Regions from separate parts of the Mus musculus genome. Here all the other regions are linked to region 3. Evidence: chromatin contacts called from public promoter capture Hi-C data. All regions are on one chromosome and are shown on one strand. Each heading gives the region's core, a stretch centred on a gene start, on an enhancer-like site or on the middle of the called end of the contact. The rest is flanking DNA. Distances are from core to core; before and after follow the strand shown. Region 1 overlaps Gm31724 (a long non-coding RNA gene). Region 2 holds the start of 4932435O22Rik (RIKEN cDNA 4932435O22 gene). Region 3 holds the start of Fam104a (family with sequence similarity 104, member A). Region 4 has its middle 11 kb from the start of Gm31781.

Evidence for each region. Promoter capture Hi-C pulls out the DNA fragments that hold promoters and counts their contacts.
Region 1: a promoter capture Hi-C map of embryonic stem cells shows a contact between it and region 3, with 4 times the contacts expected there. The contact joins the enhancer-like site here to the promoter of Fam104a in region 3. A contact is called at or near these places in 4 of 39 promoter capture datasets (the HPC-7 cell line, embryonic stem cells, hippocampal neurons and 1 more), 4 of 115 datasets of contacts at active chromatin or transcription factors (astrocytes, bone marrow-derived macrophages, embryonic stem cells and 1 more) and 1 of 9 other capture datasets (embryonic stem cells).
Region 2: a contact with region 3 is called in a promoter capture Hi-C map of pre-B cells, with 5 times the contacts expected there. The contact joins the promoter of 4932435O22Rik here to the promoter of Fam104a in region 3. A contact is called at or near these places in 5 of 39 promoter capture datasets (the C10 cell line, the HPC-7 cell line, HPC-7-derived erythroid cells and 2 more) and 2 of 115 datasets of contacts at active chromatin or transcription factors (embryonic forebrain and fetal liver).
Region 4: a contact with region 3 is called in a promoter capture Hi-C map of hippocampal neurons, with 9 times the contacts expected there. The contact joins the enhancer-like site here to the promoter of Fam104a in region 3. A contact is called at or near these places in 15 of 39 promoter capture datasets (the 3T3-L1 cell line, 3T3-L1-derived adipocytes, the C10 cell line and 11 more), 5 of 484 Hi-C or Micro-C datasets (the AML12 cell line, frontal cortex, stem cell-derived neurons and 1 more), 17 of 115 datasets of contacts at active chromatin or transcription factors (the SCID.adh cell line, astrocytes, cardiomyocytes and 11 more) and 2 of 9 other capture datasets (embryonic stem cells and liver).

The regions. Positions count from the first base shown.
Region 1 is chr11:114,539,014-114,544,242 of GRCm38.p6, forward strand. The region is part of intron 2 of Gm31724 (a long non-coding RNA gene); the gene reads right to left. Among named protein-coding and RNA genes, the nearest start is that of Gm39472, 52 kb to the left of the region's middle. Within about 2 kb of position 3,093, at least 11 of the 459 cell types and tissues checked have an H3K27ac peak or open chromatin away from gene starts, as enhancers often do. A contact at or near this core is called in embryonic stem cells, where this site is marked.
Region 2 is chr11:114,445,112-114,450,149 of GRCm38.p6, forward strand. 4932435O22Rik (RIKEN cDNA 4932435O22 gene) reads right to left here and starts at 3,749. Exons shown (of 3, transcript NR_027643.2): 1 at 3,561-3,749.
Region 3 is chr11:113,681,253-113,686,609 of GRCm38.p6, forward strand. Fam104a (family with sequence similarity 104, member A) reads right to left here and starts at 2,899. Exons shown (of 3, transcript NM_138598.5): 1 at 2,610-2,899. The coding sequence starts at 2,833. D11Wsu47e (DNA segment, Chr 11, Wayne State University 47, expressed) reads left to right here and starts at 3,182. Exons shown (of 5, transcript NM_001361593.1): 1 at 3,182-3,459.
Region 4 is chr11:114,635,062-114,640,118 of GRCm38.p6, forward strand. No RefSeq gene overlaps it. Among named protein-coding and RNA genes, the nearest start is that of Gm31781, 11 kb to the left of the region's middle. Within about 2 kb of position 2,235, at least 30 of the 459 cell types and tissues checked have an H3K27ac peak or open chromatin away from gene starts, as enhancers often do. A contact at or near this core is called in the SCID.adh cell line, hippocampal neurons and trophoblast stem cells, where this site is marked.

The DNA of each region.
Region 1 (5,229 bases), core at 1,843-4,342, 860 kb after region 3:
TGATCCTTGGCACACGAGGACAGTGTTTCTGTCTGCCAAACATGCTGTCCCTTCTTCGGGATCATTCAGGTGCTCCTTAGACATTATGAGTGGCTCAGACACAGTGACCTGAGCAGTCCCTCCTCATGATGAAGAGACTTCACCCCATGATATCTGTGATGGCTCTTCTTAGTTGTCAACTTGACTACATTTGGAATTAAAGAAAATGACTGGGCACACCTGTAAGGGACTTTTTCTTTCTTAATTAAATCATTTGAAGTGGGAAGACATGCTTCTAATCCAGGTCTTTGAGGTGGGAAGGTCTGCCTTTAATCTGGTCCACATCAGCCGCCAGCCTATGAAAGAACAGGAAGGAGGGCGGTTCCTCCTTTTGCCTGCTTGTTCTCGCTCTCATTCTCACTAGCAAGCCCATTCCTTCACTGGCATCAGAGCCTACTTCTTCAGGATTCCGGCATATGCTGAAGTCCAGCTGAGACATCCAGCCTCATGGACTGAACAGCTACTGAGTCCTTAAACCTATCGTTCATAAGCAGGACTAGCTGGACCACAGCCTGTAAGCCATTCTAATAAATCCCCTTTATATACAGAGAGATCCAGTCTATACGTTCTGATCCTCTAGAGCATCTTGACTGATACCACATCCCAGGTGACACTATGACAGATGCTGTGGTCTCTGGTCAGAATGCTTGGCTCAGAGGTGGACTGCGGTCCAAGACAGCCAAGCAGAGTCTTTTCTGGGTCAACTCTGTTACTATGTCGGAAAAAAAAAAATTACACTTTGGAGAGTCCAAGAGCTGTAATAAATGTGGATAGAGGCACCAATAGGCAGAGAGGCTGTTGGGGCGGATAATGAGAACTGAATTTTATACACAATTTAGCTGTCAACTAAGTCTGGCTCTTTAAAAAGGGAAGTCTTTAAAGATCCACAAAGGGGTCATCAGGATGGCTCGGTGGGTAAAGGCACTTGTTGCCGAGTTTGACAACCTGAGTGTGATCCCTGGGACCCACACGGTGGAAGGAGAGAACTAACTCCCCCGAGTTGTCCTCTGCCTCTCAGAGACGATGCTATCGTATATGCTTCTTCCCTCGTCTACGAGAAATAAATAAAAATTAGGGGAAATCCCCACAAGACCGGTAAAGTCGTTTTAAGAGGAAGAAATGGGTATATATTTAATATTAAATATTTCTGGGTATGAAGTTGAGATGCTGAGAGTTCCAATTTGCAAATTCACAGCTCTTCCTATAAAATTATGTCTCCGAGTTAAGAGGTGTCGAGGGCAAGTGGGCATTTAAAGTACAGAGAGAACTTTAACAGCTTTCGCTTCTACTGAGTGTCTTTTGCATATGGGGTAGGAGATGGTATAAAAGGTCATTCATAACTATCTTTTTAAAGGTCATCTTTATTGCGATTGAGCAAAGTGCACACATTTATTTTTAAAATACTGTGCACTGGAGTTTCTGGCAATGGGGGTGTGGCAGCTGGCAAGGTCACTCTTTAAGTCTCACTAGCCCAGGCCGTAGCAAAGCTATTCCCTCCAAGAATCTCAAGGTCCCAGGTTCTTTTAGTTGAGACTTTTGTGCTCACAGAACAACTGTGTGCCAGGGTGTTTTTATCTTGACTGACTTAGACTATGCATACCCTGCCATTGGTCTCATCCATTAAACTGCGCCAGACCAATCACCAACAGTGACACCATGTGGTCGTGAGAAGTAATTGCAGTAATAGAAGACTAGATAGCCTGTTAGCCAAATCTCAGATCACAGAGCAGGGCTGGGTGTGAGTGCTGACATCCTCTGATGAATCAGTGTGAAAGGGGCCATAAGGGGGACATTTGGAGTATTTTGAGGATTTTGAGGATTCTGGTTTAAAAAAAAAAATGGAGGGAAAAGAAAAATCTGTACTCTGCATCCCAGAGTGAACAGCACATTTGGTTTCCAGAAAGCATCCAGGACAGGACAGCAGTTAAGGGTCAAGAGGTCTGGGGAGTTGTAGAGCTGGCTCAACATTAAGATCATGTGCTACTTGTGGTGGTTTCAAAAAGAATATCCAATAAAGATACAGGCTCATATATTTGAATTCTTGGTCCCCAGTTAATGGAACACTGTGGGAAGGATTAGAAGGTGTGGCCTTGTTGGACATGTGTCACTGGAGATGAGCTTTGGGATTTCAAAGGCCCACCCTATTCCCAGTTAGCTTGGAGCCTTCCTACTATCAGATGGATGGTCCACCACAGCATCCATTTGGTGAGTGAGATAAGAGGAAGTCTCCTGCTTCAGTGCAGCAGGAAGAGCCCTGCTGGGAAACTCAGATGGTGCTCATGTAGGTTGCCAAATCCAGGGGCACTTCCAGACCACCTGCAAAGCAGCTCTTATCCCCCACCCCCACCCCACCCCTAGGTCCTGCTGGAGCACACTCTTGACTTCCACCTGAGCACCCACACTAACCCTTCTCTTGAGAAACTGCAGGGCTGTGGACCATTGGAGGAAGCCTGATAAGGTTGAACTAAAGCCCAGGAGGCCTTGAAGGGACGGTAGGAACTTTGCCGGCTCCTGGCACCAGGTCCCTATCACATAGCTGCGGCCTCCCCACAGAGAGATTTGTGGCCCACAGTCAGGTACGGACAACACCCCAAGCCCTTCCACTAGTAGATGAGGCATCCCTAACACCTCAGACCAAAACAATAGGCAAAGAGACTTGATCTGTGGTCACATAGGCTCATGACAGCATTCTCCATGCTAATGAGATACCTAGAGGCCTGGAGGGCAGAGCCAATAAGTTTCCCTTCCTACACATTCTTCACCACCAAACCTGCCACCAAACTAAGGACTCTCCCCACTGGGACAAGCTGAAACGCCCCTTCTCCCCGCACCCCCCCACACACATACTTCAAACTAGACCCAGCCCACTGGCCCCCATTTCTTTCTCAGCTTTTCCGTGACTCTCAGCAGCGCCTGGATGTCAAAGACCCTGAGAACCCCACAGCCCCGGCTTCATTGAAGGCCTGGGGACTCCTGGACCAGCTCTGGCTTTCCCACCCCCACAGCGGTGCCTCGGCTCCTCCCTACAGCCCAGCATCTGCGTGGGATAAGCACAGTCAAACTCCCCACCTTCTGCCTCTCCAATCAGCCGCGCCCTATGGCGGAGCGGACACAGGCCTCACCCTGTGAAACTACAAGTGAGGCAGGACCTCGAAAATGACGATGAGAAACGTTGGGGTCAGACAGTTTGAGCTTGAAGGAACTTCCGGAAGTTTCTCTAGGTATCGTAGCTGACAGACAAGGAACCCCAGGTCAGCAGGGAGGTCACGTCAAACAAGCCTCTCAGGGAAATGAGAACCATGGTGGGCGGAGCTAACCTCAGTTGACCTGGCTCACCCAGCATTCTCATTTCTGCCCCTCCTCCTCCTCCCAGCACCACCTTGGCCAAGGGCCCCTCTTGGTACAGCATGACCAACTGTTGGCAGCCGAATGAGGTAAATGAGCAGACTGACATGTTAGAGGCCCCTCTGCTCATCCCTCCCACCCTCCTGAACAGGGCTTCCAGGATCTGAGCCCACAGGGTAATCCCCCCCACCCCCACCCCCCACCCCCACCCCCCGAGTTTCCAAATACCAGGCGCACTCTGGAAGCTCTGGCGGCAAGAGTGCCGATTGTGGGGATTTGGGTTGAGCTGGGAGAAGGAGCCAAGGGACCAAGGTCCAGACTTGGTTTCCCAGGGGATTGGCTGGGGATGAAATGAGCTTGGTGTGTCAAAGCTGGATCCAGCTCAGAGATAAACCCCTTCCTTAGAGGGAGAATAGACAGCTGTTTCAGAGGAGAGTTTACAGGGTGTGTGTTAGGGCTTTTCAATGCTCTCTTCCCAAGTCGTCCTGTCTTCCCAATCCTTTCATTCCCCCCTCTGTCTCCATCCTTATCCCCTTCCCTGTCCCCTGTCTGGTCCCGTCCCCATCCCCCATCCCTCGTCGTCCCCCCCCCCCCCCCGACTCCCGTCCCCGTCCCGCCCCCCCCCCCGACTCCCGTCCCCGTCCCGCCCCCCCCTCCCATCCCCGTCCCGCCGTCCCCCCCCCCCCTGCATGCTTCTCCTCTGACAAGCAGCTAAGCAGGAGTGTATCAACTTGGCCTGCTAATTAAGTCTGGCCTTGCAATATGTTCTGGGGAAGACTGAAGATCAGAGGGGCCAGACACCTAGCTTAAGTTCAGGGGCCACATCACCTCTGTAACTGAGTCCCTTACCGGCCAGGCAAGCCTACACAGCTCTAAGTCTCTGCATTCTGATTTCGCCGCCTGCAAAACAGTCAAATGGCTTCACCTATGCAGAGATTTTCCTTGTCTTTTAAACATGTGTGGGCATGGTGGAGTGGGACAGTATGTGCACGGGAGTGTGGGTAACCCCTCAAAGGCCAGGGGTGTCCGATCGGTGGGTCGTGAGATGCCTCAAATGGGTGCTGGGTTCTGAACTTTGTCTCTGCAAGAACAGCAAGTGCTCTTAACTGCACTTAACTCTCCAGCCCCTCTACCATCTTTTCTTGGAGGGAGGGAAGGAAGTAGGGAGGGAGGGAGAGAGAGAGAGAGAGACTGTCTCTGTTTCTCTGTGTCTCTCTTTGTGTCTCTGTGGGGCGCTCTCGCTCTCTCTTTCTCTTTCTCTCTCTCTCTCTCTCTCTCTCTCTCTATATATATATATATATATATATATATATATATATATATATATATCACTGTGTATGTGTCCAGATATCAAAAGCAAGTGTCTTTCTCAGTCACCCTCCACCTTAGTTTTTGAAACAGGGTCTCTCACTGACTTTGGCTCACCTCTGGCCTGTGAGCCCCAGGGATCCGCCTGACTCTGCTCCTCCCACCACAGGGGTCACAGCTGCATGCTGCTGCACCCAGCTTTTCACTCTGCCCACGAGACCCACGCTCAAGTCCTCGTGTCTGCATAGTGAGCGTTTACTTTCTAAGCCACATTCCCCAGACCCATCTCAGGCTATCTTAAAAACAGCTCAGTTTGCTCGGTGACATGCCAGGCTCCGTCCTCTGTGTATGCACCCCACAAATGGCAGTAGAGCCTCGAGCATACAATTCCAGCCCACTGTCTGCTCCAGCTCTGTACACTGCCTGTGGCTCAGTCTCCAGTCTTAGTTGTACATTTCACTTATGTCCAGACATTCACACCCTCTTCCAGTGCCACAGATGTTTGCACAGATGTTTGCATATACAAAATCTGACACA
Region 2 (5,038 bases), core at 2,499-4,998, 760 kb after region 3:
GGCTTTCAGAAGCCAACAGATCTGGACATAACACACACACACACTCACACACACACACTCACACACACTCTCACATACACACTCACTCTCACTCACACACACTCATACACACACACTCACACACTCTCACACACACATAGGTACTCATACACACTCATACACACAAATGCACACACACACATGCACACAATCACACACACACCCCTACACACACTAAGAAAATCTGGGTCCTAGGCTTTCCTTACCTATTCCCAGGCAAGCTTTCAGAGCCTTTCTTTTCATTTTAAAAAGTAGGAGTTCAGGTAAGAGAAAATCGACCTCAAAAGCAAGGATATTTCTCAGGATGCCCAGATTGCTCCTGTGCCACACTGGGAAGTAGACAGAGGCAATTTAGAGTCATGTTCAACAGGAGTCATCTCAGTGGTAAATCTCAGAGGACCTGAGTCTTTGCCACAGCTGTGAAGTTCTGCAGACCTGCTCCAAAGATGCATGAATGTGCATAGCTGTGTTACAATAAAACTTTATTTGTGGGGCTGGAGAGATGGCTCAGTAGTTAAGGGCACTGACTGCTCTTCCAAAGGTCCTGAGTTCAATTTCCAGCAACCATATGGTAACTCACAACCATCTGTAACGAGATCTGGCGCTCTCTTCTGGAGGACGTCTGCTCCCTGAGCCAAAAAGTTTAGATGAAGGAATAATATTCTGGCTTCCTGGGAGCTTTCTGAGGTGGCTTGCCCTCCCAGAGTCTGAACACCAATGGAGTGGGTAACCAGAGGTCAAAGGACCCATCCAGTGCCCCTGCCACAGGGCTCCTACAGCTAGAGGATAGTAACATCAAAGAAGTTTTGTGTAAGCAACATTTCTGCCTGCACCCTCTCTCCTGCAGAGAGCTGGAGAAGCCAGGTATCACAGAGATCCCCGCTAAGCAGGAGGCTGAGCGCTCGGTGAGTGGCTTTGGATTCATGCTTTGTAAATTTAACTCAGAGGCAAAGAGGGTTTACCTTTCATACTGTGGCAGAGGCAAATGAGGAGCCCCAGGAACTAAGACAAAAGGAATTCTAAGAGAATGACAGAGCCGCCTAAGGTCTGGGAAAGTGTAAATATCTAAGCAATATGCACAGACAGCTGGCGGGGCGCAGTTATCAGCTCCCCTGCCTGTTTGAATATGCAGGCTCCAGAAACCCAAGAAATCGGCAGAGGCCCTGGGGCTTAGAGAAGACTTGGCTGGACCTAAAAAGAAGTCAGCCTGTGGGGATGACAACTTTGGAATAACCTGGAAACACACGGGCACGGGCTCACAGACACACTTTCATTCATTCATCAAATATTTATGTCCTGCTTATTATGTTCCAAGTACAAGGCTAGACACTGAGAGAATGGAGTTGCAAGGAGCCCCAGGAGAGAAGAAAGCTGGCAGATACAGGATCGAAAGCTATCCTGGGAGTGAGAGTCGTCAGGGCAGGGGTGAAATTAGAATGGGAGTGCCAGACACAATAACTGTACACTTTTGCAGAAGCCTGGCTCTCTGGTGCCTGCCTGGGTCCTGAGTAAACCTGTCTGGCACCTACTGAGTCGAGAAAGATACTCAGTTGCCCCACCTCCAATCAAGCCCCGCCCCGCCCCGCCCCCCCCCCCCCGCCCCCGAAAGAGGCTGTCCTGGAAACACTCAAAACTTCACCCAGAGCTTCTACCTCCTTTCTGATTGGAAGTGTCCTCCGGTCCTACCCTGGAGGACCACTGCTGAGGGGAGGTAGCGGCCACTGGGCAGGACTGGAGTGGGGTTGAGTGCGGAGGGGGCAGGGAGTAGAGCGGGAAAGCAGATCACAGTTACAGCCGCTTTACTCTCTCTGCCCAGGCAGCGCCTAGTCCCTGGCACATGACGGTTTCATGTTTCCGAAGAGGAAGAGAACAAACGCAGAAGATAATTGTAGTGGAACGGCTGATAAGTAACGTTTGGTCTCCTTTTTACAACCATTCCCTAGGGCCCCATTATGGTAATTTTTCTTCTATAACTGGCAAATTGTATAACGAGTCAGATGATAAACCAGCAAGCAAGGCAGAAATTTGCATTTTAATACATCTGATGGTGCCATCCCCCACTTCAGTCTCTGAGGGGTCAGCACCCCTCTGATCCTGGGTCCCCTGGCACCATGCCCTCCCAACCCTCCCCTTGCTCTCAGTGAGCGACGCCAGAGCACTCAATAAATATAACATTTCAAGTGGAAGCCGGGAATCTGCTTTCTCAGATATTATGGAAAGTAAACGTAAGGCTGGGCCCTCGCACTGGCCAGCCAGGCCCTCCCCAGCTCCATTGCTTATTGAAGGCTATGCTCATCCAGGAACCTAAGCTGTGCCTCAGTTTCCTTTTCTGTCAAGTGTATTATTTTAATACCTATAGTAGGTTTTGCATTTACCTTTTCATTTCTCCCTTCGAAGTGCTAGAGAGGTGGCTCAGCAATTAAGAGTGCTTACTGCTTTCTTGGAGGACCCAGGCTCGGTTTCAAACACCCATATCAGGCAGTTCACCACCATCTCTAACTCCTGCTGCAGGAATCTCTTGCCCTCTAGCTTCCATGGGTACCCACATGTACACAGTGCACATAAATTTGTCCGAGTACACACACAGGCACATACAATTTTTTAAAATTGATAATGTCTTAAGACTTTCTTCTGTGTGTGTACAAAGTGTACATGTTCATACGTAAGTGCGTGCTTGTGTATATGTGTGTGGTGTGTGTGTCCAAACACACACACTCTTGCACACACATGTGTGCATGTTTTGTGAAGGCCAGGCCAATGCTGGGAGTCTTTCTCAATCATTCTCCAGCTTATATTATGTTTAGAGGCAGGGTCTCTCATTGAACCTGACGCTCATCACTTCAGCCAGCTTGGCTGGCTCTCAGCACTAGGGATCCTCTTGTCTCTGCCTCCCCAGTGCTAATGTGCAGCTGCTCACCACACCACCAGCCTTTTGATTCGGGTGTTGAGGATTTGAACTGAGCCTGAGCCCTCTCCCCAAACCTTATACTAGGCTCGTTAATGCCTGGTGGATAGCATTTGTGATAACTATTCATTATTATAATAAATATTATACCATTAATATTTATTGATAAATTGACAAGCATTTCTACATCTTATTAATGGAGATTAATATTAATAAATATTAATGCTATTAATTGTTGGTAAATATTAATGATCTAGCTGTGGTGGTGATGGCTATAACTACTACTGATAAATAATTAATATCATAGATAATACATGGCAGTGGTGCTAAGAATGGTGGGAAGACTCCTGGGTCTATGGTGCTGTGATTCTAGTCAAGACTTGTAATGGTGTCTGTCCCTGCTTCTCACACATCCGACTGCATTGATGCCACCACTTTCCCTTCAGACCCCAGGACTCCTGGAAGGGACTGGGGAACACGGTAAGCCAGGACACACACACACACACACACACACCCCAGTACTGTCCCAACACTGCCCTATTCACCCCCTGGAAAAATCCAGTTTCAGTAGTTCTAGAACCTTCCACCCACTTGACCTGGTAGAAAGGGTACCAACCTGAATCACGGGCTTGACCTTGAAGCTTTGTGGTATCTCCTGTCCCTGTCATATCAGGAAAGAGAGTTCACTTCCCATCTTCGGTGGGGAGCAGAATGGTGTTCACTCTTCAGGGCGGGCGGTGAAAGGGTTAACAGAGGCTGTGCCTGGCGCCCCACAGACACCAGTTGAACTTGCCAGTTGCTGACTGCAGAGGATAGCACTTGCAGCCCAGCCAGCTTCTCCAAGGTGGTTCCATTTGGCAGGGGCGGCCTGTCCTTTCATGCAAGAGAAGCTGAGTGCGATCCAGGAATGCCTGCCAAAACCCTGGGATTATTATCTTAGCCCCAGGAGTGAAGTCTCTGGGGATTGGCATGCCCTGTTGTTTGAATTTATTAGGCCCGGGCCCCTCCATCGGGCAGGTCAGAGGGGGAGAAACGTGTTGTCACAGTGAGGCTTTGTGGGAGTTATTTTTAGAACATCTCCAACTCTTCGGGCTCATCAGAGGTTCCAAATCAGTGCAGGAAATTGGTTTGTTTTCCAACGTGATGAGGTTTTTCAGTCCATCTCCCCGAGCTAGGATAGTGGCTGCTTTTCCCACACAAAATGAATCACAACTCATGATGTGGACGTGGGTAGTGGGATCAGATTTAGACCATTCAAGGAATGCACACTGACCACCTGTTATGTGCCAGATCTGATCTAGACACAACTTTCCACTTGTGCGGAACTTATGATGTTCCAATGTGGGAGACACAGGGGAGTGGAAACTGAAGAAGCAGGTAGGTGACAGGTTGAAGATGGGTGTTGGGAGAACACAGCGGGATTGGGGTGGGGGTGGGGTCCTGTTAAATCACCAGTGGGGGATATGCAGAGTAGATTGTAGGTCTCTGTTTTCCAGATCTTTCCTTTAACAGAGAATGGGACGTCCTGGCTCTTGGTAATGCCTCTCCCCTCACTCCACATGGCTCATTTGGGCTAATAGTATATGCGGCTCCATGATGCAGTGAAGACTGCCTGTGTTCTTGAGGCTGGAAGTGGCCTTGAACCTCTGACACTGACCACATGTCTTAATTACTTTTCTATTGCTATGACAAAACACCACAGCCAAGGAAATGTATTTTTTAAAAAAAATTAATTTGGGGGTTCATGGGTCACCATGAACAGGGAAGGTCACCATGGCAGGGAGCACAAAAGAAGCAGGCAGGCAGGCATGGCAGAGGAGCAGTGGGTGAGCACTTCCGTCTGACAAACAAGCACCAGGCAGAGGGAGAGCTATCGGGGAATGGTGTGGGCTTTTGAAACCTTTTCCAACAAGGTTGTTCACATCTTTTAATCCTTCCCAAACAATTTCACAAACTGGGAACCAAGCACTTGAATATAGGAGCCTTTGGGAACCATTCATATTCAAACCACAACACCAGGTATGCAAACATGCAAGAGTAGAGTAGACATAACTAATGTGCCATCCTGTAATACAGCCTGAACCAACCCAGGCC
Region 3 (5,357 bases), core at 1,649-4,148:
CACTGGGCTGTTCTACTGTTGTCATCTGCCTCTGGGCAAGTCATGTAAGATCTGTCAGTTTCTCAGTGTATAAGCACCATCTCTCGGGCCTCTTTTCAGTGGTCAGGAGCTAAGAATGAGCTCTACTAGGCTCCATGTTTGTTGTTCTTAGTTTTCATTATTAAATGCCTCCCTAGAACACTCAGCTTTCGATACCCTTATTAATAATTGACAAGATCACAAGTTTACAGTCGGTTCACTGTCTTTCTAGGCACCTCCTTTCCACTTAGGGAAAAACAATTGCTAGATCTATCACCCCCAGAATGGCTGGCTCCATCACTTTTCATATCTCACTTCTGTCCTATTTTCCTGGTCCTCTTCAAAGAACCTTAGGCAGACTTAAATAGAAAGTACAACAACTGGTTTTCATTTTATTATAAAAGGTCTCACCAGGTAGCCTGGATGGCCTGGAACTGGCTATACAAAACAAGTTAGCCATGAACTCGGATCCTCTGCCTCTTGAGGGCTGGGGTTAAAGACAAGCACAATCATAGTCCATCTCAAATGCTTCTTACTATAGGTGTCTCTCTCCCAATTCATATGTAGACGCTAAGGATCTGTGATAAGGCATACTTCCTTACCATACAACCACCCTTCTACAGTGTTCTCAGTCTACTGAGAAAGTCTGACACCAGAGGGGGCCAAGCTAGCTCATGGGTGATGAGAAAGAATAAAAAAATAAATAAATAAAAATTAGGCAAGAAAGGTCTGTCCTTGATAACTGGTTTTTAAAGAAGTCACCAGAAAGAGGGGGAAAAAAAGTCACCAAAATATATAAACACACTAAGATTTCTATAAGTATATTAGATAAAAAGAATCTGTAATCAGCACAAACTTACACTACTTGTCTGCAGCACTAGATTTAAAAAAATCTGTTAGTGACAGAAAATGCTGAGGGCTGTCACATGAGGGAGACATTCCAAAAGAATCTAAAAGATGGCAGTCAGCTCAGGCTTGCTGCATCTAAAGGTCACAGCCCTAACTCTAATGGTGTGACTGTAACTGGTCCATAATTCCAACTTGACCTAATTTGAACCTTCCAATGATTTCTAATAACTGGCAAGATTATGGCTTCATTCTATCTGTACAATCAGTAAGATTAAACCTTTTGGAGTACATTAATGCCATGGACCAGATTATAATTCTGGCAAGCACCTTCTAATTTCCAATTTAGTTTGATCATTTTTTTTTTGACACAAGTACAGGCTTTCTACTACAATTACTATAGAACCAAAATCAGTCACTCAATTCAGTCTAGGGACCTTAAAATTCTCACCACTGGATCAAGTCATCTCAGAATGTTGGGGAACCCCAGTCCCATGAAATAACTGTTTCAGGGAGAAGCCTTGCAAAACAATGATTACATTCATAACCAAAGAATGCAAGGAACAAGACTCAGGGCTGAGGAGATGGCCCAGCCACGGAAGACCCCTGTTAGTCCTACAGAGGACTGGGGTTTTGTTCCCAGCCCTCCTCTGAGTCTACGTTGACACTAGACACGCACGTCGTGATGTACATACATATACACAGGCAAACCACTCATACACATAAAATAAAATAAGTAAAATCATTTATGAGAGAAAATAAAAAAGCAAGCCTACGATCCACCTTCTTTAAGCCTGAGACGACTACGGAATAAAGAGCCGCGAGCCTGAATAGACTTAGATAAATAAATGAGTCTCTCTAAATCCGTTCTCTGTTCTCCACCAGAGAAATGAAAAAGTACAACTTAGCGTAGATGTAGATAGATCGTCAAGCATCTTATTAGGAGACTTTCCAGTAAGAAATAAAGCCAGCCTTCTTCATTCTGAGGTAAGGCGTCCCAACTTACTTCTTCCCAGACGGAAAATAAGGAGAAAAGAAACTTCATCTGGATCGGGCCTAAAGCCCCGAGGGGCCGCCCGCCTAGTGAGGGTTGAGAGTAACTCGTGGTGTTAGCCACCTCCCTGCTCCCAGCCAACTGGCCCCTCATCCAAACTGTTTAGAATCCTGCCTGCTAATGCTACAACCGAGAGTGGGTCACCACCCACCCGGGTCCATCAGATGAGGGAGGGCACAGCGCTGCGGTCTGCCCTAAGCCCTCCCAGCTGCAGGGGTTAAGCCCAACCCCCGCCTTTCTCCTGACCTTGGGGCGCCAGCAGCTCCCCGCCCCCGAAGCATCCCGTCCCCTCTCCGAGGCGCCTCGCTCGAAGGGAGCCATCTCTTCCAGATCGGCCATCCCTCCCATCCCCCTACCACCACCGCCCGCCTCAATTTAGGAAGGACCACACCGTCCGTCTCGTCGGGCCGAACAAACCTCATTCCGAAGCGGAAAGGGCAGAAGACGAAGAAAACAAGGAAAAGACGGAGAAGGGGCAGCCCTGGATTCCAGAGCGTCGCCTCCCTGGCTGCCCACGGGGTCCAAGTGTCAGAGGCGGCGCCACCTTCTCCCCTCCGCCTCCTCCGACCGCAGAGCAGCGCAGCCCAGAGCCTCGCACCACCACCCCGCCGGCTCCGTCCGCCCCTCGGCTCCAGAGCGCACATCCTCGGCCGAGGGGCCGCGGAGAAAGCGGGTTCCCCCCTTCCCTCACCTGGGGCGGAGGCGCTCGCTCATGGCAGCTGGTGAAGGCGAGCGACGCGGCGCCGCCCCGCGCCGACAGCGAACAGTCGGAGCTGTGTCCCGGCGCCCGCCACGCCCACCCGCACGGGTCTGAGCTCTGACCGCCGCCGCGCGGGTGGTTGCTGCGGGCGCTGAGTCCCCCTCGGGCCGACCCGGACCACAGCCACTTCCGGTGTCGCCTCCGCGCCTCCCCATGTCGCAGGCGCCGTGGTACTGTCCTCCTGCGGCTGCGCGGAGGCGGGACGCCGGCCGCGCTTTCCCATCACCGCGCACGCAGGAAGAGGCGGGTCCCAGAGGGAAGACTGACCGGGAACTTCCAGGACCCCCGTTTAGGTGTCCGGGGCAGCCGCCTGTTCAAAAACAAAACAGGACACGACGTAAAAGTCAAGCCAGATTTTAGATAAATTACATTATTTGACGATCATTGATACTTGTCTCTGCGTTAAGCCTCTCTAAGGTGAAAATTTTAAAAAGAACCAGACGAGCTCCATCAGGCACAGACGCGGACGGCCACAGGCTCAGGGGTCCTCTGGTTGGGAAGGTGTTGGTGGGCTCCGGGTTCTAAGAGTGTGCGGCGTGGAACTTCGCGTCTCCGAACGGTGCGGAGCCCGTTCCATGGAGTAGCTAAGGGCTGGGCTATTTTTCCGCGACCTTTGTTGCAGGTCAAGAGAGGAGTGCGGAACAGGCGAACGGGATAACGGAGTTCCGTACCGGGAAGGGCCACGCCCACCTGCTGGAAGAGGCCGGACCGAGAGGTGTGGGGGAGACCGGCAGGCGTGGGAACGCGGCGGTGTGGACGGAGCTGCCTCGCGGCTGGCGAGGTGAGCTTGATCAGTGGCGAATCGCGAGGTCCCTGCCCGCCGTGAGTTGCGCACACCTGTCATCCCCATTCTTGGGAGGAGAAGCTGCAAGACCAGGAGGTCAGAATCATCCTCGACTGTGTAACAAGTTCGAAGCCAGCCTGGGCTACTTGAGACCTTGTCTCCCATGTGATCTCACCACCACCACCAGAATACGTGTACTCTAAGACTTGGGGAAGTCTTAACTTTGGTTGTCAGACGCATTCCCTTTTCTCTGTCAGGAGCATAATCCAGTTCTTTGTCTAGGACTCAGTACTATCAGCTCCCCACCTTACACAAACTGATATTCAGAGTTTCTGCCAAACGTGAACAGTGATCCATAAGCATGGGGGTCTTTAGGAGAGTCGACAAGAGGTCAGGCAGGAAAACGAAACCCCTGTTAAAGTGTAGGGTGTAGAGTCTGGCGTAGTAATGCACGCCTTTTAATCCCACTACTCAGGAGGCAGAGCAAGCTGATCTATGTGAGTTCAAGGCCATCCTGGTCTACCTAGTGAGAGTTCCAGGGAAGACAAGGCTACCAGGTAAGACCCCATCATCTCAAAAAAGTCTACCGTTAAAACTGGAAAGTCCAACCGGGCGGCGGTGGCGCGCGCCTTTAATCCCAACACTTGGGAGGCAGAGGCAGGCGGATTTCTGAGGTCAAGGCCAGCCTGGTCTACGGAGTGAGTTCCAGGACAGCCAGGGCTACACAGAGAAACCCTGTCTCCAAAACAAAACAAACAAAAAAACTGGAAAGCCCATGTATTGTCTTTGTCGTGTGCCCTTCAGTGCGGCAGTGCATTCTCACTAACAGAAGACTTATGGTGCACTCGGTGGGAAACAGTTTGGGTGTGCCTTTTATGAACGATAAAGTAATGGTTGCTTTAAACAAATGGATTTTTATCTTGTAAAGTGGTTTCAGACTCAGGGTTTGGGGGGTTTGTTTGTTTTTTATTTTTTTTAATCTATTTACTGGCCAGGAGGTATTTTCAGTCACGGTATTAAATAGTTATAGTAAACATGTTTATTCGTTCAACAAATGTCACATACCAGCGTCAGTGGTAGAGGTGTGTCTGCGTGGGCATTGATGGAGAGACAATCTCCCTGTGTAGTCCAGGCTGCCATTAAACCACCTTAGCTTCCTCAGAGCATTCAGGGGTACACAATATGCTTTGTGGTAGTAGATTTTGAGAATGGAGTCATCCCCAGGAGAGATGGTTCCTGGCCTTTGGAATTTTAAAGATGTAGTAATAGCTCACAGGCGAGCTTTGTAATTCAACCCTCTCCTTTCCCAACTCCAGAGAATAACAAGAGATAGATATAGTGTGTAATGTACTTTTTTTTTTTTTTGGTTTTTTTTGGGGGGTTTTTTGAAACAGGGTTCTGTCCTGGAACTCACTCTGTAGACCAGGCTGGCCTCGAACTCAGAAATCCTCCTATGATTATATATCCATATACATATGAATAATCAATTATATTACAATTTATAACTTAAAAATGGAGATCATACCCATCTGTTTATTGGTTTTGTTTTGTTTTGTTTTGTCTTTTTGAGACAGGGTTTCTCTGTATAGCCCTGGCTGTCCTGGAACTCACTCTGTAGACCAGGCTGGCCTCGAACTCAGAAATCCGCCTGCCTCTGCCTCCTGAGTGCTGCGATTAAAGGCGTGCACCACCACGCCCGGCTCATTGTTATTTGTGTGTGTGTGTGTGTGTGTGTGTGTTGCTATATTAATCTGAGCAGAGATTCAGATTCATTTCTCCTGAATGAGGGGAAACCCTCCTTTATTTATTTATTTATTTAGGAGACAGGATCTCATAAATCTCAGGCTAGTCTACTGACCTGGCCATCCTGTCTCTACTTCAGGGTGCTGGAATTG
Region 4 (5,057 bases), core at 985-3,484, 950 kb after region 3:
AATAACTCGTCAGCATTAACCTAGCAAAGATGTGGGCTGGGGCTGGGGCAAAGGTGACGCTGGTGGCTTAATTAACGTGACCTCACTATTAGGTTTCAAGGAACAGTCAGGCTGAAGCATCCAAGGGTCCTGGGACTGGGGTGTCGAGAGTTGCCCAGAGCAGAAAGCAGTTCCATACCCATCCTTGGAGAGGACTTAGACTCTCTCCCAGGGAAATCACTTGAGAGTCTCCAGAGGGAAGAGCTATCCTCGTCACCGGCAGCAAGCACTCCAATGTCCTTGTGTTGACCTTCAGCACAGCTGCCCTTGCTCCCCATCAGGTCCCATCTCCCCCCTAGACATTTGCCCAGACTAGGCCTCTCTCCCTGCCTGAGAACTTCCCATTGGAACTACCGGCCCTCAGAAACCTCGTTAGGACACTAGTTAGAGTGATCAGCTAATTCACAGCGAAGTGTTAGCAAAGGAAAATGGTTTACCCATCCTCAGGGTATTTTATTTTAATGGAGTCTTTGGTTGACAAATATTTACTGAACAGTCTATTACATGCAAGAAACTATGTAAAATTCCTAGGGGGAGCCAGGGCCTGACCTAAATAAATCACAGTCTCTAATGACGGAACTTGAGACTCTGTGGGGAAGCAACCAGGGGAGGCAGCAGATAACCTCTCTTATCTCTGTGTAAAGCCTGAAGCTTGTGATCTCCGGCCACCGTACTGCAATAGGGGCCCGTAGCCGTCACCACCCTGAGTGGAGACATTTCTAGGACTGCCCTTGGGGGCTCAAGAGCCAATCCCTGCCTTACATTTGAAGATTCCTAACTCTTGCACTGAAGAGCCGGGAGGAAAGTAAGTGTTGGGGTGTGGGGTGGGGATTGGGCTCTGTTCCTCATCCTCTGATGAGTATACTGGGGGCCTCCATCATTCTTCTTACTCCAATGTCCCTCTTCTGCCTCCATCTCTACAACCTCCATTTGGTACATTTTCTGGGAGCCTCTGGAACACACAAAGCTCTACCAGGAGTGAAGCTTGGGGCACACGGAAGTGTTCCAGGGTGTCGATGTGGCCCATGCTGTGATGCTATGTGAGGTGGGTTCTCCCCAGCTTTTGGCTGTCTTTCTCCTCTCCCCTCCCTCCACATCTGACATTGTCTTTCCTTTCTCTCAGCCAGGAAGCAAAAAGGCTCCTAAAGCCTGATTGCCCAGCTCCACCCTCTCCTTGCTGACAATGTCACGTACACACACACACACACACACACACACACACACACAGTTGTCTGCAGTTGGACTGGATGGAGGTAATGTGGTTCTGAACTCCAGGGATCCTCAGACGACTCACTACATAAAATATACGGAAACTCTTAAATAGACAGTGGCATCCACACTCACCCCGCAGGCACTTACCACCAGTTAGAACTTCCCTTGCAAGAGGCCATCCCCAGCTCCGTCTGTTAAGAAACACTGACATCTAGTGGCTGAATGTGGGACCTGCAGCAACGACTTGCCTTCCAAGAATAGGGTCCGTGGCTGCAAGAGCTGACCCCTCCCATGCCTCAGGACTTTCTAAACAGCAAAGAAACCCCAGCCCCAGCCCCCACCTCATGCTTCTCTTTGATGTTTTCATCCCTCCCCCTTCTGAAAAGCCCCCAGGCTCCCCAAGTACTATGAGAGTCACGAACCCCTGTTAAAATGGTCACGTATGCCTGGTTCTTGCTAAATGTATCCCAGAAGCTTACCGTTGAAAAGAGAGATGTCATAAATGAAACAGGCCGTGGATAATCCACAAAGTGAGTCATTAGGTGCTGAGTTTAAGCCCATGTGCCAGAAGCCACGCAGCGCTTCCAGCTCAGCACCACCGAGGGGGCGGGGGGGGGGGGGGAAGCAGACAGTAAAGTGAGCAAGGCTGTTTTCCCCACCAGCTGCCAATCATCCATCTGACAGCCTTGCAGGCATGTGGACCACAGCTGCTTACTCAGCGCTCCAGGTGCCAGGCAAAGCACTGGGCAATCAACAGTGTACAGTGCGTGTGCGTGTGTGTGTGTGTGCGTGTGCGTGTGTGTGTGCGTGTGCGTGTGCGTGTGCGTGTGCGTGTGTGTGTGCGTGCGCGCGCGCACGCGCGTGTACGTGTGTGTGCGTGCTCGTGTGTATGTGTGTACGTGTGTGCCTGTGTATCTGTGTGCTGGGGAAGGCTGCACAAAAGGAAGGATGTGCACAGCGTGAGTCACTGGCAGACATAAGCAAGTGAACCATAAAATAATCTAAATTCATTTATTCAACAAATGCTTCCAAGCACCTGCTGTGTAAGCGTGAGGAGCTGCCTCCCTCGCTGCATTGGGCTTCCTTCCACCCTCCCGCCCAGCATCTCCGGAGCAAAGTCCACCTCTTGAGCCTCCTTGCCTCCAACTGACCTACATTACCTCAATATTGTCTTTTCTCTACACAGCCCTACAACCCTGGGACCCAGCACACAGGAGGGGCCTGGTGTGTGCTTATTGGAGACATTAATCTAGTACAGTACCTACCCAGAGTGGAAACTCTTCGAAGAATGTTCCCCATGGCTGGACACCCCAGCCCTCCTCATACACGCCCACTGATGGGCGCTCATCATTCCCTAGATGGTTAGCCAGACCTGGCCTCTGAGGCAAGAAACACAAGCACACGTTGGATTTCCCTTCATGGCTCTTCAGGTTCCCCGCCCCCTCCCATCCTTCTGCTCCTATCTGCCCACTGCAATGACCACAGATGACCTCTTCCTACACCCCAACTACCAGCTTGCTTTCTTGTTAATTTTGGTTTTGGTTTCGTTCGGTTTCAAGTCAAGGTCTCTCACCATATAGCCTTGGCTGTCCTGGAACTCACTATGTAAACTAGGCTGGCCTTGAACTCACAGAGATCTCCCTGCCTCTGTGCTGGAATTAAAGGCATGCACCACTACATCCAGCCCCAGTTTCTTTCTTGAGGCAGTAGGGGAGGTGGCCACAGACCCTACAGCGAGACCCTACAGCAAGATCCCTCAAGGCTCTCTGCTCACTGGAGTGATGTCGCCCCACCTCCCAGTCCCCTTTTGCTTCAACTCTCCTGGGAAATATCCAAAGCCCTAGGGTGAGTCTGCCTGGCCAGCTCAGACCCCATTCCCCTCAGAGCCACTCCTACAGCCTGGGACGACACATGTGATTGTTCAGAGAGGTTACACGTCTTACCCTGTGGCCAGGGGGACAGGAGAAAACCCACTACAATTACCAGCCCACCTGCCTCATGTGGACTGGGGGAGGGATAGTTTCCCAACGGAGAGAGGGTATGTGACCAGGAAGAGAGGAAAGATGTAGAAGGGAGCAGGTGACTGTGTCCCCCAAAATGCATGTTCACTCAGATCCTCAGATGAACTCCCATTTGAGAGGAGAGTTTGTGGGTGTTCTGTGGATATGGGGCAAGAGGAGCTCGTCTCGAGTCAGTGTGGCACTAGATCCAGCCACAGTCCTTATATCAGGGCAGCGGGAGGGAAGGTGGCCATGTTTTCCTGGAGGCAGAGAACTGAGCAACAAGCCAGGGCCACCAAAAGCTCAGAGAATCAAGGAAGGGTCCCCACCCCACCCACACCCCCCTCACTATCCCCCCACCCCCACCCCCCAGCCCCATCAGGAAGCTCAGACCTGCTGACAGCTGAATCTCAGACCTCAGGCCTCTAGGAGAGAGACAAAATCCACTTCTGATATTGCAGGCCAACTTAGCGGTGGTTATTTTCTGGCGGCGCTGGGAGGGGCACAAGCTGGTGGGGACTCCAGGTGGCTTCCCAGAGTGGCATTTGCAGCAAGCAAGCTTGCAGCCTTCAGCTCAGCCACTGGGGTTGCCTAGCGGGGAGATTTTTTAAACTCCTAGCCCATTCGGATAATGTCTAAATAAGCAGAGAAATCTTGCGAGCATGGTACCTCAGGCCTATAATTTCAGCATGGGTGAGGCGAAGGCAGGAAGACTAGAGGTAGTTCAAGGCCATCCTAGGCTACAGGGTGGATTGATTCCAGGGCAGCCTTGACAACAAGGACGCTCTCTGTCTCACAAATAAATAATAAATCCCTCAGTGGAATTGACCTATGACCATCTCGCTCCCCTTCACATTTGATAAATTAGGAAAACCTGGAGTGTGTTGTAGTCACTCGGGGGACCTAGAAACTGTCAAGGAGCCAGACCTCCTGGGCCATGGGGAAAGCACACAAGAGCAGGCTGGGTTTGGTTTTTTTTTTTTTTTTTTTTTTTGGTTTTTGGGTTTTTGTTGTTGTTGTTGTTGTTGTTTTTGTTTTTTGGGTTTTTTGGTTTTTGCCTAAGACTATGACAGGGTCAGGAAGACAGGGTCCCCTGGCTGGGTCTTCACTCTCCTTGTCTAATTTAATTGTCTGAAGTTTGAAAAAGCGCAGACACCAGCCAGTCTTTTCTCCTGCCTCCTGAACCCTTCACTCTCTGAGACATCGTCTCTTCTCTATTATGGTTTTCAGGACAGGGCCACACTGGCAATCGATCTGCCACCTCCCGCTGACTTGACTGTGTAGAAGAGGGAGCAGAAGACAAAGTTATGTGTATCGGGCCCGGAGTGCCTGCTGTAGACAGAGAACCGGGAGCCCAGCTGCTTGCTCCACTGGCCCCGCCGCGGCCCACCCTGGATCCCCTTTAATAGCAAATGTCCCGCAGCCCCTCTAGCGGCCGGCCGCAGGTCAGGGGTTCATGCGACTTTGATGTTCTGACTCTTGCCTACCACCTGGGGAAGCCCCACCCCCCACCTCCGTTCACAGAGCTGACAGAGTCCAGCTTGCTTTTCCTGGAAACTCTTTGAAGCCCCCTTCAAAGCCAGTAGCGTGGTGAGCGCTACCTTGTGGCAGCGCGGCCGGGACGCCCTGAGGCTTGTCTCCAATTACCCAGTTCCGCAGAGGGGCAGCCCTGTCCCTCATCCTCTATAGCCTGGGTGGTTGCGCAGCAGGGCTGGGGTCCAGACTTGAGCAGAGCTGCAAAGCCACTATTGTACACGGCACAGTGTGGGCTCAGTGTGGGCCCTTCTTCGGCAGCTGGCAGCTGAG